2 separate regions of the Mus musculus genome follow, and region 2 is linked to region 1. A link is a contact called in public promoter capture Hi-C data. All regions are on one chromosome and are shown on one strand. The core of a region is the stretch at or near the end of the contact, and the rest is flanking DNA. Distances in the headings are between cores, read along the strand shown.

What was found. Promoter capture Hi-C pulls out the DNA fragments that hold promoters and counts their contacts.
Region 2: a promoter capture Hi-C map of stem cell-derived epiblast-like cells shows a contact between it and region 1, with 4 times the contacts expected there. The contact joins the promoter of Nkx3-1 here to the promoter of Ebf2 in region 1. A contact is called at or near these places in 4 of 39 promoter capture datasets (embryonic stem cells, hippocampal neurons and stem cell-derived epiblast-like cells).

Annotation. Positions count from the first base shown.
Region 1 is chr14:67,232,472-67,239,558 of GRCm38.p6, forward strand. Ebf2 (early B cell factor 2) reads left to right here and starts at 2,173. Exons shown (of 16, transcript NM_001360202.1): 1 at 2,173-2,794; 2 at 4,978-5,134; 3 at 6,078-6,141; 4 at 6,464-6,519; 5 at 6,947-7,020. The coding sequence starts at 2,664. Gm20675 (a long non-coding RNA gene) reads right to left here and starts at 724. Exons shown (of 2, transcript XR_874748.1): 1 at 632-724; 2 at 1-276.
Region 2 is chr14:69,188,087-69,194,976 of GRCm38.p6, forward strand. Nkx3-1 (NK3 homeobox 1) reads left to right here and starts at 2,606. Exons shown (of 2, transcript NM_010921.3): 1 at 2,606-2,907; 2 at 3,738-6,572. The coding sequence starts at 2,619. The coding sequence ends at 4,162.

The sequences.
Region 1 (7,087 bases), core at 923-3,422:
GTTACTGGTGAGAAAAGAGGCGTCAGCGACCTTGGCTCTGCCCTTTAACCTGGAGCCTCTGGGGGCCGGCGGGCCGGGCTAGGCCGGAGCCCGTTGCTGCCCCGCAGTCCCTCAGGCTCTCCGCATCTTTCGCGAACATTTTCGAGGTGGAGCTGATCAAAGTCTCCTTGGGGAGGTTAAAACAAAACTAAACAAAAGCCAGCCGTTTCATCCACACGTCGGAGGGCTCATTGGCTGGTCCACACTCTTCACCGAGGAACCTGAGGCCTTGCCCAGCTGGGAACATGGCCGGGACAAGAAAGAAGGACAAGAGATTAGTTAAATTCAGCAGACTTAAAAAAAACAAAAACAAAACAAAACTAAAACTAAAACCAAACCAAAACAAAAACGAGCAGGCCCAGCTCGAAGACTCTGGGTGGTTAGTTTTTCCTGGGGTCGCAATTATCCGTAAAGTCTTGTGTAACTGAACTGCGCAGCTGAAAGAGCAGAGGTGGATCTTATCTCGACCATTTTCTCCCCCACCCTCCCTCTTTTGTTGGATAACTGCCGAATGCAACTAGGCCTCTTATTTTCTTACACTCAACTGTACCTCAAGCCACCCTGCCTCCCCTTTAAGCCTGAAATTAAAGACCTGGAGTTAGGGTACACCATCAACGCGACTCCAGCCCCCCTCCCCAGTCTGTGCAAAGAGAGCCCCAGCCAGCTTTCAAGTCAGTCACTGCTGTAGAGAGAGACCAAGTCTTCCGGAGCACCATCCCGCCTGCGCAGTCTGTAGTCACAGTTTGCCCCTGAGGTGAAGTGACGTGCTCAGGTCCCCTTCAATGGAGACTCAAGCAGTCTCTGAAAGCGCAAGCTTCCTTTTCGCTCGCCGGGCAAACGTGCACCCCAGGCGCTGTGTCCTCTAGCGGCGAACTCTCGCAGCTCGTCTGTGAGCGCTCACCTACAGCTAGGGGGTCCGGTCAGGAGTCAATTGACACTCAAACCTGAGCCCTGAGCCGGGAGGAAAGACTCCCGACTGTAATGATGCTGAGAGGCTCGGGTGCAGTCGCTCGAACCGCGGCGCAGCTGATTGTCTGCTCCACGGCAGATGGTCTTTGAGCACAGATTTGCATTCATTGTCTTCAAATCTGTTTTCGCGCTGGCGTTCTAGATTTCAACAGCAGATCTACGCGCAGATCAGAATACAAAAAGAGAAGCAAGAAAATAACACCCAGCCAGGAGGATTTTTTTTTAATAGGCACCTCCAGCCGTCTAGGGTTTCAGCTATTTTGTGGAGCCTCGGCTTCCCGACCACCAACCTTCGCGACCACAGCGCTCGGCGGACAAAGTTTCCAGGACTTCTTCACAGACGCCTCGTGTCTCTAACGCAGGGTTCCCCGGCCTTCAGGGATTGGGGAGGGAGATTTTAAAAGGGGGGAGGATTCGAAACTTCATCCCGCAGTTCTCAGCCAGCCAAGCTGTCAGCAACCTCTCCTATCTGCAAAGGTGCGTACTCCCGCCCTCCCGGGGCTGTTTTCCTTAACTCCTTCACCATTTCCCTTCACAGTATATTTATTTAAACTGCACTTGAGCCTCATTCGTCCACACTCCGCTCTCTCCTTCCTTCATCTCGCCTCTCCTTCTAACACTTGTGGCCTTCGCACGAAATGATTGCTTCCCTGGAACTCTCTGAGACTTGGTAGACCGGTTCAGAAAGACGGATGCCCTGAGGGTAGTGTTTGCGAAAAGCATAAATACAGGTGGTCACAGGTCCAAACCCCGGGAATGAATCTGTAGGGTCTCCCGCAGGCGACAAAAAACCTGCATCTAGAGGCAAATCCGCGCTGGCTTCCTGCTCCCGCGATCGGAAAGAACCATCATGATCCTAACTCTCAGAGTCCTGCTACTCTGTTTTGGTGCAGGATTTGGGGACCCCCTTTCCCACTCAGGCCAAACACTCGGGACTCTGGTCGGGACTCGGTGCTTGTGGCTTGCTGTAGCCTTTCACCTCCCGGACTTCGGGCAAAGCAAAGCTTGGCTAACGCCGCGGGAGGACGTCCGCCCAGCTTGCCCAGAGCCGGCCAATCCCGGGCGTCCATGCAAATGAGGCTCCTTATCGGGCCTCGGCTCCGCCTCCCGCGGCCTGGGTTGTAGTAACCATTCATGGGGCCCGCGCGCTGCAGCAGCCCGGCTCTGCGGCGCTCTCAGCCACCGCCTCCTCCCCGCTCCGGGTCTTCCCCTTCCTCTTACAACTGATCCTGTTGGGGATTTTTTTTTTTTTTCCTATATCGGAACGGTGGGGAGGAGCAGGGAGGGGGGAACAAGGAGGAAGGGGAGAGATCAGGCAGCTATCTATCTCCTCCTGTTTTTCCCAGAACAGGTGATGCTTCCAAATTGTGGCCACTTTCTGGAGAACGTTCTGCAGCTGGAAGGATGCGGGCGACCTAGAGTGGAAGCCCCGAGGCGGCAGATCTGAAGCCACCGAGGATAAAAAACGCAAACTTTGCATTGTGCGTGGAGGAACGGGCTGGCTATTTCTTTCCAAGAGGGCCCCCAAACTTCGGCCCTTGCCGCCTTTCTCGGATTGCTTTTGGAGAACACCATTTGCTGGCAGCATTGGAGAGTGAGGACGGTGTTGTTGTAAAGTCACTTTTAAGGCGACAGTAGAGGACCAGACTTTTTAAATGTTTGGGATTCAAGATACGCTAGGAAGAGGACCAGCTCTGAAAGACAAGTCGCTGGGTGCCGAGATGGATTCGGTCAGGTCCTGGGTCCGGAATGTCGGCGTGGTGGACGCCAATGTCGCGGCTCAGAGGTAATGAGACTGGAGCCGTTGTGCTCTGAAAGTCTCTGGTTGTGTCTGTCTCCCCGAATATCTCTTCCCTTTGCTCCCTCTCTTTCTCTCTGTCCTTGTCTCTCCTCCCTGGCTGTGCGCACTGGGGCTCTCCCTGGGCGGGCAGGTCGCTGCGACTAGGGGAACCCTTTTCCCGCAGTCGACACTGTAGTTTCTGAACTACCGAGGTCACGGGTGTTTCTCCCCACAGTCCGTTCTTTGAGGACAAAAAAAATTTATTAAAAGTAGCGTTCAAGCTCACATCGTGGCGTTTACTCTTGGACTCTAGCGGAGTGGCGCGTGAAGATCCGAGCTGGCAGCCGGCGCAGCGGCAGAGCCGGCTTTCCGGTCACTCCTAGGTTCCCCCACGCTTCCTGCGAGCGCCTCTCCTCCAGCATCATTCAGGATGGCTTGGAGACTCGGGGAGCCCAGCGGCCAGATGGTGGCGGCGGCGAGAGGATCCGGAGAGGCCTGAGGGGCTGCAAGGAAAGCAAGGCGGCCGGGAGCTCTAGGAAAGGGGACATGCAAGCGAGTCCTGGGTGAGGGAGAGTGGGACAGACAAACCGAAGAGGCCGAGGATGGACCGAAGCACAGGAGTAGTCGGGGAAGAGGAGAAAATGGAGCCGCAGAGAAGAGCACCCTCCAGTTTTGCGGGTTCCTCAAGTTGATTTTGTTTCCAAATCTTCGCGTTTACGGATGGTTAAAATTTGTCTAGGGTTCCATCCCACGAAGACATTCCAGTCCCGCTTCTCACTGTCGCTACTGAACTGAGATTCATGGCCCTCGTGTCCAGACTACAAGAGCCAGCTCCTTTACCCTCTCCAGACACCCACAAATTTCTTCCAGGACTCTCGACTCTTCCTCTGCGCTCTGCGTTCTGCGCCAACCTCCTTAAATCTCCGGACTTCACGTTGAGAAATGACCCCTTTTGCAGATAGGCCACATCTCCAGGTGTCCCGGGTAGAGCGAACTGGCTGCCACCCTTCAAGGAGTGGCAGCAAAGGCCGCAAGCCGGATGCCTGAAGTGGCAGCTGCGGTACCCGATTGCCACTCCTCCGAAGCCGAATGCTCAGTTGTCCCCGAAGCAGATGGTACTTCGCAGAGGCCTTGGCTCTCGAAAGCGGTCTAGGGGTTCGCTCCGGCGGTGACAAGCCGAGGGAACCAAGACAGTTCCGCAGATCCGCTCCTTAGCGGGGGCTTAATAACATTTCCCTCCAGTCTTCCCGTCCGAAATAAAATGTACTTTATTAAAGTTCGAAACAGCAGTCTGTGGTGGTCTAGCGAAAATTATACACTTTCAAAAAAGTGACTGAGACCATGCCCAGCACAAGAATCCAGAAGACCTCAGGGCCACCAGGCTGCCCTCACCATCTGTCAATTCGCCGGCTCCACAAGGTTTTCAGTCAAATGTGGCACTATCAGAGACAGGCATATAGGGAGGTCCTGTGGACGCATCCAAGGCTCTGGCAAGCTCTGGGTCCAGCTATACAGAGTCAGGGAATTTGAGAAAACACTCGAGCGCGGATCGCCCGAGTCTCTGGCCGGGGCGCTGCTGTCTCTTAACATTCTGGCTTCTTCTGGCTTTGACACGTGGAGCGGTTCTTGGGGGCGAAGGTCCTCAGCAGTGAGTCCTCAACCCTGGCCCGTTATCCCCAGCAATGACTGTAGGGGATTTTGCAGTGACACTGTCCTGGATGCAAATTTCGGTAGAGTAAGGCAAACCTTGAGGACAGAGGCTTGGACTCCACAGGCTTCCTATCCTGTAGTCTGTGATCCAAAAATTCACTAGCCAGGAGTTAAAAGGGGTCACTTGTTCAAATGCAAAAGAACCCTATCCCCTTACATCTGAGTCACAGCTTTGAGTTTTGCGGGCAGGCACCTGGGGTTTAGCAGCGCTTCTTAAGACTTCGCCGGCAGCCCTGGTCTTTCTATTCTACTAAAAGCCGTCTGGTGACAGGATTCTGGGTGGCTGTATAACGGGGTGGCGGAAGCAAGGTGCCTATTGCAACCCCTCTGAGAGAGTGTGGAAAAGACCCAGAAGGTTTCTGGTCTTGAGTCCCTTGGCCCTTCTGCAATGTGTTTGGGCATGTTAGTCACTGCCTAACACCCAGTCTTTCTGTCTTTCCCCCTTGTCCTGTTTCTCTCTCCCAACACTTCCTGTGCAGCGGAGTTGCTCTGTCCCGGGCCCATTTTGAAAAGCAACCTCCTTCAAACTTGAGGAAATCCAACTTCTTTCATTTTGTCCTGGCGCTCTACGACAGGCAGGGACAGCCGGTGGAGATTGAGCGCACAGCCTTCGTGGACTTTGTGGAGAATGACAAAGTAAGCGGACCCCTTAAACCCTCCCCCCCTAAGCCGGCACTGAGGATTCCATCTGTCACTTGCGACACTCTCCCGCTAGCATCAGGAATGATAAATTGAGGTGTCTCACCCTTAGCTTCTAACTCAGTAGATTTTCCCTGCACCTCAATGGGCCCCAACTCTGAACCAGGCGTTTTCGGCTGTGCGCCCTAGCCTTGGGGTCAGTAGTAGCGGCAGTGCATCGACTGACCTCGCAGAAAAAAGTTTTTTAGACCTAGTTTTAAAAGTATACCCAACGCTGTCGCTGCCAGTCTCCAGTTTTTCTTAAAATTATTATTACTATTATTTTCTCTCTGGCAGCGGGAAAGAGGGCAGGGGTGTAGTTGGTTGGATTCCGTTTTATGTGGGAACTTGGGGCCAGCCTTTTATGGCTCGCTTACTCTCCCAGCGACTGAGCACCTTCCTTGAACTCAAACCCTAATTTGAAAGCTATGTTTAATCCTAAACGAAGGGTTGTTTTCCTAAACCAATATATGCTGGGCCCATTGGCTGTGCAAAGAAAGGGAAACCTGGGGTGGCTAGTTGCCAAGCCCCTGAACACTGGAAGTGGTCATTCCCAGTTTGTTCCCCACCCCTCCCCAAAGGCGACTAATATTGCCCTTTCTAAAGGACAGGCAGGCTTACCCTTTTTTGTAGAGCCTGGGAGCTCAAGGACAGATAGACAGGGGTGGGGACTGCTTAAAGACAGCTTTGATGCTGGCATCAGGCATCGGCCGGCTGGAGGCAGGGGTACCCTTAGGAAATTTTTAAAAGAGAGACAGGGACGGTGAAGGTCAAGCGGTTGTAGGCCTTGACAAATTTCCCAAGATGGCCAATGGTGGGAAATGCTCCTTGTCCATTGGTCTGGATCTGGTTGTGTGGGGGCACTGCAAAGTTGAAGAATGGAGGGCTTCTGTCTTTTCAGGAGCAAGGCAATGAGAAGACCAACAATGGTACTCACTACAAGTTACAGCTCCTTTACAGCAACGGTAAGTGGCTTCATGGGCAGGCACTGGTCATCAGGCAGCCAAGACTGGTGGCTGCTGTGTCTGCCTCCTACTGTGCTTGGGAGGGTAGAAAGCTAGTGAGTGCAGTCCTGTGGGGACTCTGTGTGTGTGTGTGTGTGTGTGTGTGTGTGTGTGTGTGAGCCTTGGTCGGGATGACAGTTGAGGGGTGTCTCTCTTCATGTCAATTCCATCTAGGGGTTTGTGGCTTGACTGACTGGGTCAGGCTCGGGGCAGGGAAAGGGTTGGGGTGGGTGCGAAAGGGTCTTGGCTATTCTTGCCAACCGCCTGTCCCCCTCCTGTGCAGGTGTCCGCACGGAGCAGGACCTGTATGTCAGGCTCATCGACTCTGTCACCAAACAGGTGAGACCAAAGGGAGCCTACTGTGGACTCCCCACTTCCCCGCGTTGTCCGGTGACTTCTGCTCCTAGCACGATTTGCAGCAGGGGATTCACAGTTCTCTTTACCTCAAGTCTGCTCTGGGGAACCCCCTCCCCCTGCTCTGGTGGCCCTGTTTCATGTGCTATGGGGGAGATTCTGGGTGTTGGGAGGTGACAAATTAATGACTGAAGACAGCGAACAGTTACTGAAGATTCAGTTCGCTGGAGAATTCCTCTTTGCTGAGAACTAAGGGCAAACTTCTTCTTCTGGCTGTTTTAACCGAGCAAAGACTTTGGTTCTGTGCTGTGGGAGAGGGAGAGGAGGGAGCTCTCTTCAGGGCCCGGTGAGAGGGAACCGAGTTAGGGCTTGTTCTAAAGTCTCCACCCTGTCTGTGTCTCCTTCCTGACAGCCCATAGCCTATGAGGGACAGAATAAGAATCCCGAAATGTGCAGAGTTCTGCTGACACACGAGGTGATGTGCAGGTAAGAGGCACCTTTTCCTTGGGCTGGAAAGCTAGGGAATCCCGGGGCTGAGTTGCCAAGGGAACCT
Region 2 (6,890 bases), core at 1,356-3,855, 2.0 Mb after region 1:
GAATTGAGCTCTAGTTCCACTGAGCTATCCCTCAAGCCCCTTGATTTGCATTTCTTTCACGAGCCTGATTTTTTTTTAAAAAGAAATTCTCCTGTGTGCCTGTTTGCATCTACATCTTTGAGCCCTCTGGGATTTATTTTGAGACTAGGACTGTCTCATCAATGAAGACCTGTGCCCGGCCAAAATCAACATCATTAACAGTCAAGTGCAAACTCAAAAAACTAAAGCCAAACTGAAATAGCACTGTACCAATGTTAGTGGCTGAAATAAAGAGAATGGCCAGGGCTAATAAGGTTTCAGATATCTGACACTCGTTGCCTGTGGAAACAGCAGTACAGTCACACAGAAGAGCGGCTAGGCCTGTCACTCTGCATCTCTTGTCTCAGCTATCTTTTTTTTTTAATTCCTGACCATTGTGACCAAATATCCAACAGAATTAATTTAGGGAAGGAAGGGTTTACCTTGGCCGGTGGTTTGAGGGTATAGTCTGCCATCTTGAGAGGAGCACAGGACTGTATAGTCACGTCTCAGTCAGTCGTATAGTCACGTCTCAGTCAGTCGTTTCAGTCAGCCAAGAAACATGGGGATACACCAGTACTCAGTTTGCTTTCTCCCCCTTGAAATGAAACTACCCATTTAAGGCAGATGCCTGCCCCCGCCTGCCCCAGTGAACCTTCTCTGGAAACACTCACAGGCACACCCACAGGTAAGCCTCACTAATCCTCTGACCAAGTTAGTTATCCAAAGGAACTACCCATCACCCGTGGTCTGGCATAGCCACTGCACCACTGGGTAGAGAAAGGAGACTTGCATTAAATCTGTTATTCCCACCAAGAACCAGCCACAGACTGGTTAAGTAAAATGATGTTTGCTTTAGTTTATGAGTCTAGAGCTTCAAGTCCAAAATTAGGGGGCCTAATGGGGGGTGCAGTGCAACATGAGAGGAGCACAGGCTGGTGGGAAAATCCATACACCAGGGCCAGGAGAGGGGGGAAAATTGGGGCGCTACAATCTCTATGTCCTCAACAATTTGAGGACCTCTCATTAGGCTTCAGCCCTTATAGGTCCAAAACTTCTCCAAACTACCTCAGCAGGGAACGGCATTTATGTGTGGGCCTTGGAGGAAGACTCCCCACACACACTATATGCATACATACATACATACATACATACATACATACATACTACAATGAGGGACATTGGAGTTGCTATTTTTGCAATTCCCAATGAACCTGTAACTATATCAAAAATGTATATTTAAATTTTAAAGGAAAATAAGTCCAGGTAACATGCAGAAGAGAGCTTTTCTGAAGGCCTTCCGGTTATCCATCCCAGTTTCCCTCCGAAGTTGCTGTATTCTCAAGGGCCTGCCCCCCTTTCTTTCTCCCCAGAAATACAAGGTTCCCTGCAGAGCAGATTCCAGTTGAGTCCTGGTGCCTTAGACCACAACAGACTCTAATTGCATCCATTAATTAAAAAAAAAAAATCAGCGTAGGCTTTCCTCGGTTTCCACCAAATGTTGTATTCTAGCACATTCCTTTGATCAGATAGATCGTATTTAGCAATCCAAAGCATTGTTCTGAACCATGTGATATTTAAGTGACAGACATGGGGAGCCTGGGCTAGAGTGTTCATTTCTTTTATTAGTTTGGTTTGTGCATGTGTGCTGTCAGTTGTTTAGTTGTTAGTTAGTTAGTTAGTTAGTTAGTTAGTTAGTTTAAGACCGGGCCTCATTATGTAGACCTGGCTGTCCAAGAAATCCCTATATAGACCAGGCTGGCCTCAAACTCACAGAAATCCACCTACTTCTGCCCCTCTTCACTGGGATTAAAGAAATGTCACCCACACACAGCTTGAGTGTTTATTTATCTTTTCTTTCTTTCTTTCCTTCTCTCTCTCTCTCTCTCTCTCTCTCTCTCTCTCTCTCTCTCTCTCTCTCTCTCTTTCTTTCGTTCTTTCAACAGGGTTTCTCTGTGTAGCCCTGGCTGTCCTGGAACTCACTCTGTAGACCAGGCTGACTCAGAAATCCACCTGCCTCTGCCTCCCAAGTGCTGGGATTAAAGGCATGCGCCACCACTGCCCAGCGAGTGTTTATTTCTTAAGAATACTCTTTCCTGGTGTTACACTACCTGGTCAACTCAGTAAACGAGACACTGTCATACTACTTGGACCTTCCCTAATAGACTTCTGCTGGTTGTCTAGATGTGTCCAGCTGGGAGTCCAGCGTGGGACCATAATGAGCATGATTGTCAGACCTAGGATCAACTTAGACTCGGTAGATCTGGCTTTGTTATCAGTCTCTCTTACTATCTGAACACAATTAGGGTAGGTGGAAGCGACCTGCCTGCTCAGTTCTGATTCCAGTAAGAATTTGGCGTTTGTGGCTTCTCTGGCAAAGGGCTTGAGAGGGAAACCAGGAAAGGTTAAGGGCTCATCAGGGAAGGGCTCTGGAGCCTAATCCGCCCAGGACTCGCCCCTTGAGGGTCACCTGGAGCCCGCGGCAGCCAATCGGGGAGCAGCCGTGTCCCCGCGGCCAATGGGCAGGCGGCGCGGCGCTCAGCATGGCTATAAGTGCGCGCGGCCCGGTGATAGCAAAAGCGGCGCGCAGCGGAGGAGGGATGCTTAGGGTAGCGGAGCCCCGAGAGCCACGGGTGGAGGCGGGTGGCCGCAGTCCTTGGGCAGCGCCACCCACGCAGTCCAAGCGGCTCACCTCCTTCCTCATCCAGGACATCCTGCGGGACCGCGCGGAGCGGCACGGGGGACACTCAGGCAATCCGCAGCACTCGCCGGACCCTAGGAGGGACTCCGCTCCAGAGCCCGACAAAGCAGGGGGTCGCGGCGTGGCTCCGGAGGACCCACCAAGTATCCGGCATAGCCCCGCGGAGACACCGACTGAACCCGAGTCTGGTAAGCGGAGTAGACCAAGCGAGCACCATGCACAGGAAAGGACCGCTCTTGGGCTAATGGCCCCGAGCTCTGGATGCAGGAATCCTGAGGTTGGGGGTGGGGGCATGGCCACAGAAAGGACCTCGCTGTCCGCCCCACCGAGCCACCTTGAGCATCAACCCTGAGAGCAACTAATAACTTTGCCATCGACTTGACTCTTTTCCAGCGGCTGCAGACATTTACCACTGGCTACTAGAACTAACGATAACCATTAATATTCATAAATCAAGCCCACTCTTAAGTTCCCTTCGTCTCCATTCCACGAGCCATAAAATTATGGATGTTCTTTTAAGTCTTTAGAAATAGAATCGCGTCCAATTTTATCCTCCGGCCCCAACCACTTTTCATGCTGGTGACTAAGCCACAGTTACAGGAAGAGGACTAGGGCAGGAGATGAACTGGTTACCATCCCAGGCCACCTGGCTCATCTCCACAAATCTCAGTCACCCACTTCAATGTCCCTACGATGCCTCCGTCTTCCCTGTTGGCACCTTACCCACCTCTCTTTGCAACACACATCCAGGATCCACATTTCACTGATGTAAAACAACAAGGCAGAAAGATCAACTGTAAACCGCTAAGACCTGAATGTAGTTCACACTGATTATTAGAAACAAATACATAGTATAAAAAAAGCCTGCTCACTTCTTCAGGGTAGTTTCTTAGTCTTGCAAACAAAGTGAAAGTATCCAGATGACAGTGGGCTTTTTGTTCACTAGCAGAAAACAAAAAGGTGGTTTGAATTCTGAGCTAACATGTAACTTTTCCTCTCTCCTTCTGTTCTTCTCCAGATGCACATTTTGAGACTTATCTTTTGGACTGTGAACATAATCCAGGGGACTTAGCAAGTGCCCCCCAGGTCACCAAGCAGCCACAGAAGCGCTCCCGGGCCGCCTTCTCTCACACTCAGGTGATTGAGTTGGAGAGGAAGTTCAGCCATCAGAAGTACCTGTCTGCCCCTGAGAGGGCTCACCTGGCCAAGAACCTCAAACTCACCGAAACCCAAGTCAAAATATGGTTCCAGAACAGACGCTATAAGACCAAGCGAAAGCAGCTGTCGGAAGACCTGGGAGTCTTGGAGAAGAACTCACCATTGTCTTTGCCAGCCCTGAAAGATGACAGCCTGCCCAGTACCTCCTTGGTCTCCGTGTATACTAGCTATCCCTACTACCCCTACCTGTACTGTCTGGGCAGCTGGCATCCATCTTTCTGGTAGCAACAGTTCTGCTGATAACTGCATATATCAGAAACTGTCTTCCCTGGGGGTCTCTGGGAAAAAGCCACAGTGGCTGATGTCAAGGAGTCGGAAGCAAGAAATGTACAGATGCAAACTGTTGGGGGTTCCCAGGGAACACTCCAATTCTTCTCTGGTGGGCAGGTGAAAGATCTGGGGCAGTGACTATTTGAAGATGTAGTCCCAGTTCCAAGTGTCCTGTAGGTGACTGCTGCCCGCTCCCCTGTTTAGAGAGAGCCAGGCAAGTTTGAGTCTTGTTTCCAGAACTTAGAATGGCTACAGATGCAATGGCTATATCGTTCCTAGGAATTCTGTTGTGGCAACTCCATCCTCTCCCATGACTGAGTATCATGGAAGGGCCAAGCAAGGGGAGGGATGGCCCCTTAGATGAGGATTTCCTCTTGAGTTAAACTTGGGTCTCCTGTTGGCCTTGGACTCTGGCCAGAGTTTCTCTCTGCCCTTGTAAAAATGAGGGTAAACGGAAGATTTGAAGAATGGGGGTGGGAGGGGGTGACCCTTAGTGATTGAGGCAGGTTGGCATAGAACGTGAAGGGGGTGGAAGGTGGAATTTTCAACTTACCCTTTTCACAGTGATGTGCCAGTCCAAGGATTTACAGGGCAGCCTGAGTGTGGCAGGGTACACACGCGGAGGGGGTTAAGACAAGCTGTGTAAACAGTTTGCCTGCAGGGGTGGGCTGCAAAACAGACTTCCTCTCCAAGACATGGGCCTATGGGGTTTCCACACGCCAGGTGAGCGGCTTCCATCAGGACTTTATATTAGCAGGGAAGAAAAGGACTCTCCTGCCCTTCCTGCTTAGACTCAGGAGGGCCTGCAGCTTCCCTGGCCTGAAAATTCACACTTTGTGATGACAGAGGTGCCATTAGTTTTAAACAAAGGACCTTCCAACCCTCCTTTTTATTTCTTGTTCTTTCCTACAGGACCTCTCCGTTCATGCTTTTCATCTGTGCCTGTCTTATTTCGTGTAAGATTTGCTCCCACCTCCTCCCAAGGTTTACCTTTCTTGGTTTAACAACTTAACTAGCTACAGACAGATTATGACATACTTTTAAAAGAAAAAAATGAGCAACTCATCTCTTCCCTTTAAAAATATGACATACTTTAGAGAGAGAAAAAAAACCTAGCAACTCCTCTCTCTCTTTCCTTTAAAAATACTCAGCATTAAATCCCAAGCCCTATTTAAAGACATGAGAGCTGAAGATGACAGGTTCTTTCGCAGGGCTGTGTGCTAGCTCTGTGTTACAGTTCAAAGGCTGATGCCCATTGGGGTCCTGGGGATCCCTGTAGGCAGAGGTGGTTTAGGGGTGCTTGTTTTTCATGTGTAAGGAAGAACAGGACAAAAGGAAGGGCTGGCACTGCTGAGGGATCTGGGGGAGATGGAGGGGTCCTGCTGTCAGCCCAAGCTAACCAGCAAGGAGAGGTAAACTGTCTTCAAAATACAACCTCACCGAGGCTTCCATCCACAGATGTGTGTGTGTGTGTGTGCGCGCGCGCATGCACGCGCAAATGCTTTGGAGAACTATGCTTAGGAACTACCCTAAAGTGGTAGGAGTGAAAAAGAGAATTGGTTGACCTTCCCTTTTCCATCCTGATATCTCAGGTAACCTGCCGAATGGGAGATAAAGGAGGTAGAGCACACTTATAACAAATGAGACTTTCTGGGGCCAGGAAATCCCTTTATCCCACCACTCAGTGCTATACAGTGAGAAATCTTTTAATTTCCTCCTTTTAAATGGGCCAATTTACTGTTGGTGGCAAAACTGCCAAAGGAAGTTGATAGAAAGCTGGCGGCTTGCACCCTGTTCTTTGACAGCCCGGGTCCCCATGTTAAAGTATTGTTCCGTGTCCCTTGTTGCTGACCACTGTGGTAGCGTTAGACCATACCAAAGCCGGAGGAGTCCAGTTCTCTTCTTTCTATCCGTCTTTTGGCTCTGAGTTCCCTATCAGTACTTTCTCTCCTCTCACTCTGACTAGAATCTTTTTCAGCGTGCACTTTCACTACGTTTGAACTATTATAGTGTGCAGTGTGTGGCAAAGTCAGAAAGGGAAAGGCTTGTGTTTAAAATTATGTTGGGGAAGTCTGACTCAATTTTGCTTTCTCCATACTGGAACTACCCATTCACCCACACCTGAACTGGTAGAAACGTGGCCTGTTGTCTCCAGCCTGTGAATGGGAAAGGTATCGCTGTGGGTATCACCTGGGTGACATATCTCTGTCCTGTTTCGTCAATCAGTTAGCAAACCCCGGCTCTAACAGAAAAGTCTGTCACTTGGCATTTAGTATAGTACTCCACTCAAAACTTTATTTTTCTACGGGTTTTTTTTTTTTTTGCAACCTATGAGTGTTTTAAAATAAAGCCTCTATGTCTTTATTAGACACCTGCGTGTGGTTTTCAGATTCTTGCAAATGGGTTTTCTTTTTAGCTTGCATTTTTCACGGTGGCCATGTTCCCACAGGACACTTGGCTGGCCTGACAAGTTACAGACACAAATCAATCAAAGCAACAATTCAGCAAGTAGCCAAGAGGGTTTCTTTTCGCAGTGACCTCTCCTGCCATTCTGGTAAATCAAGGAGAGGGAAAAAAACAGGTCTGCCTGTATTAAACTTCCACCCACAGCAGTGGTGTTGCTGTCCCTGTCATCCCAGCACTCAGAAGGCGGAGGCAGGAGGATGAGAAGTTCAAAGCCATA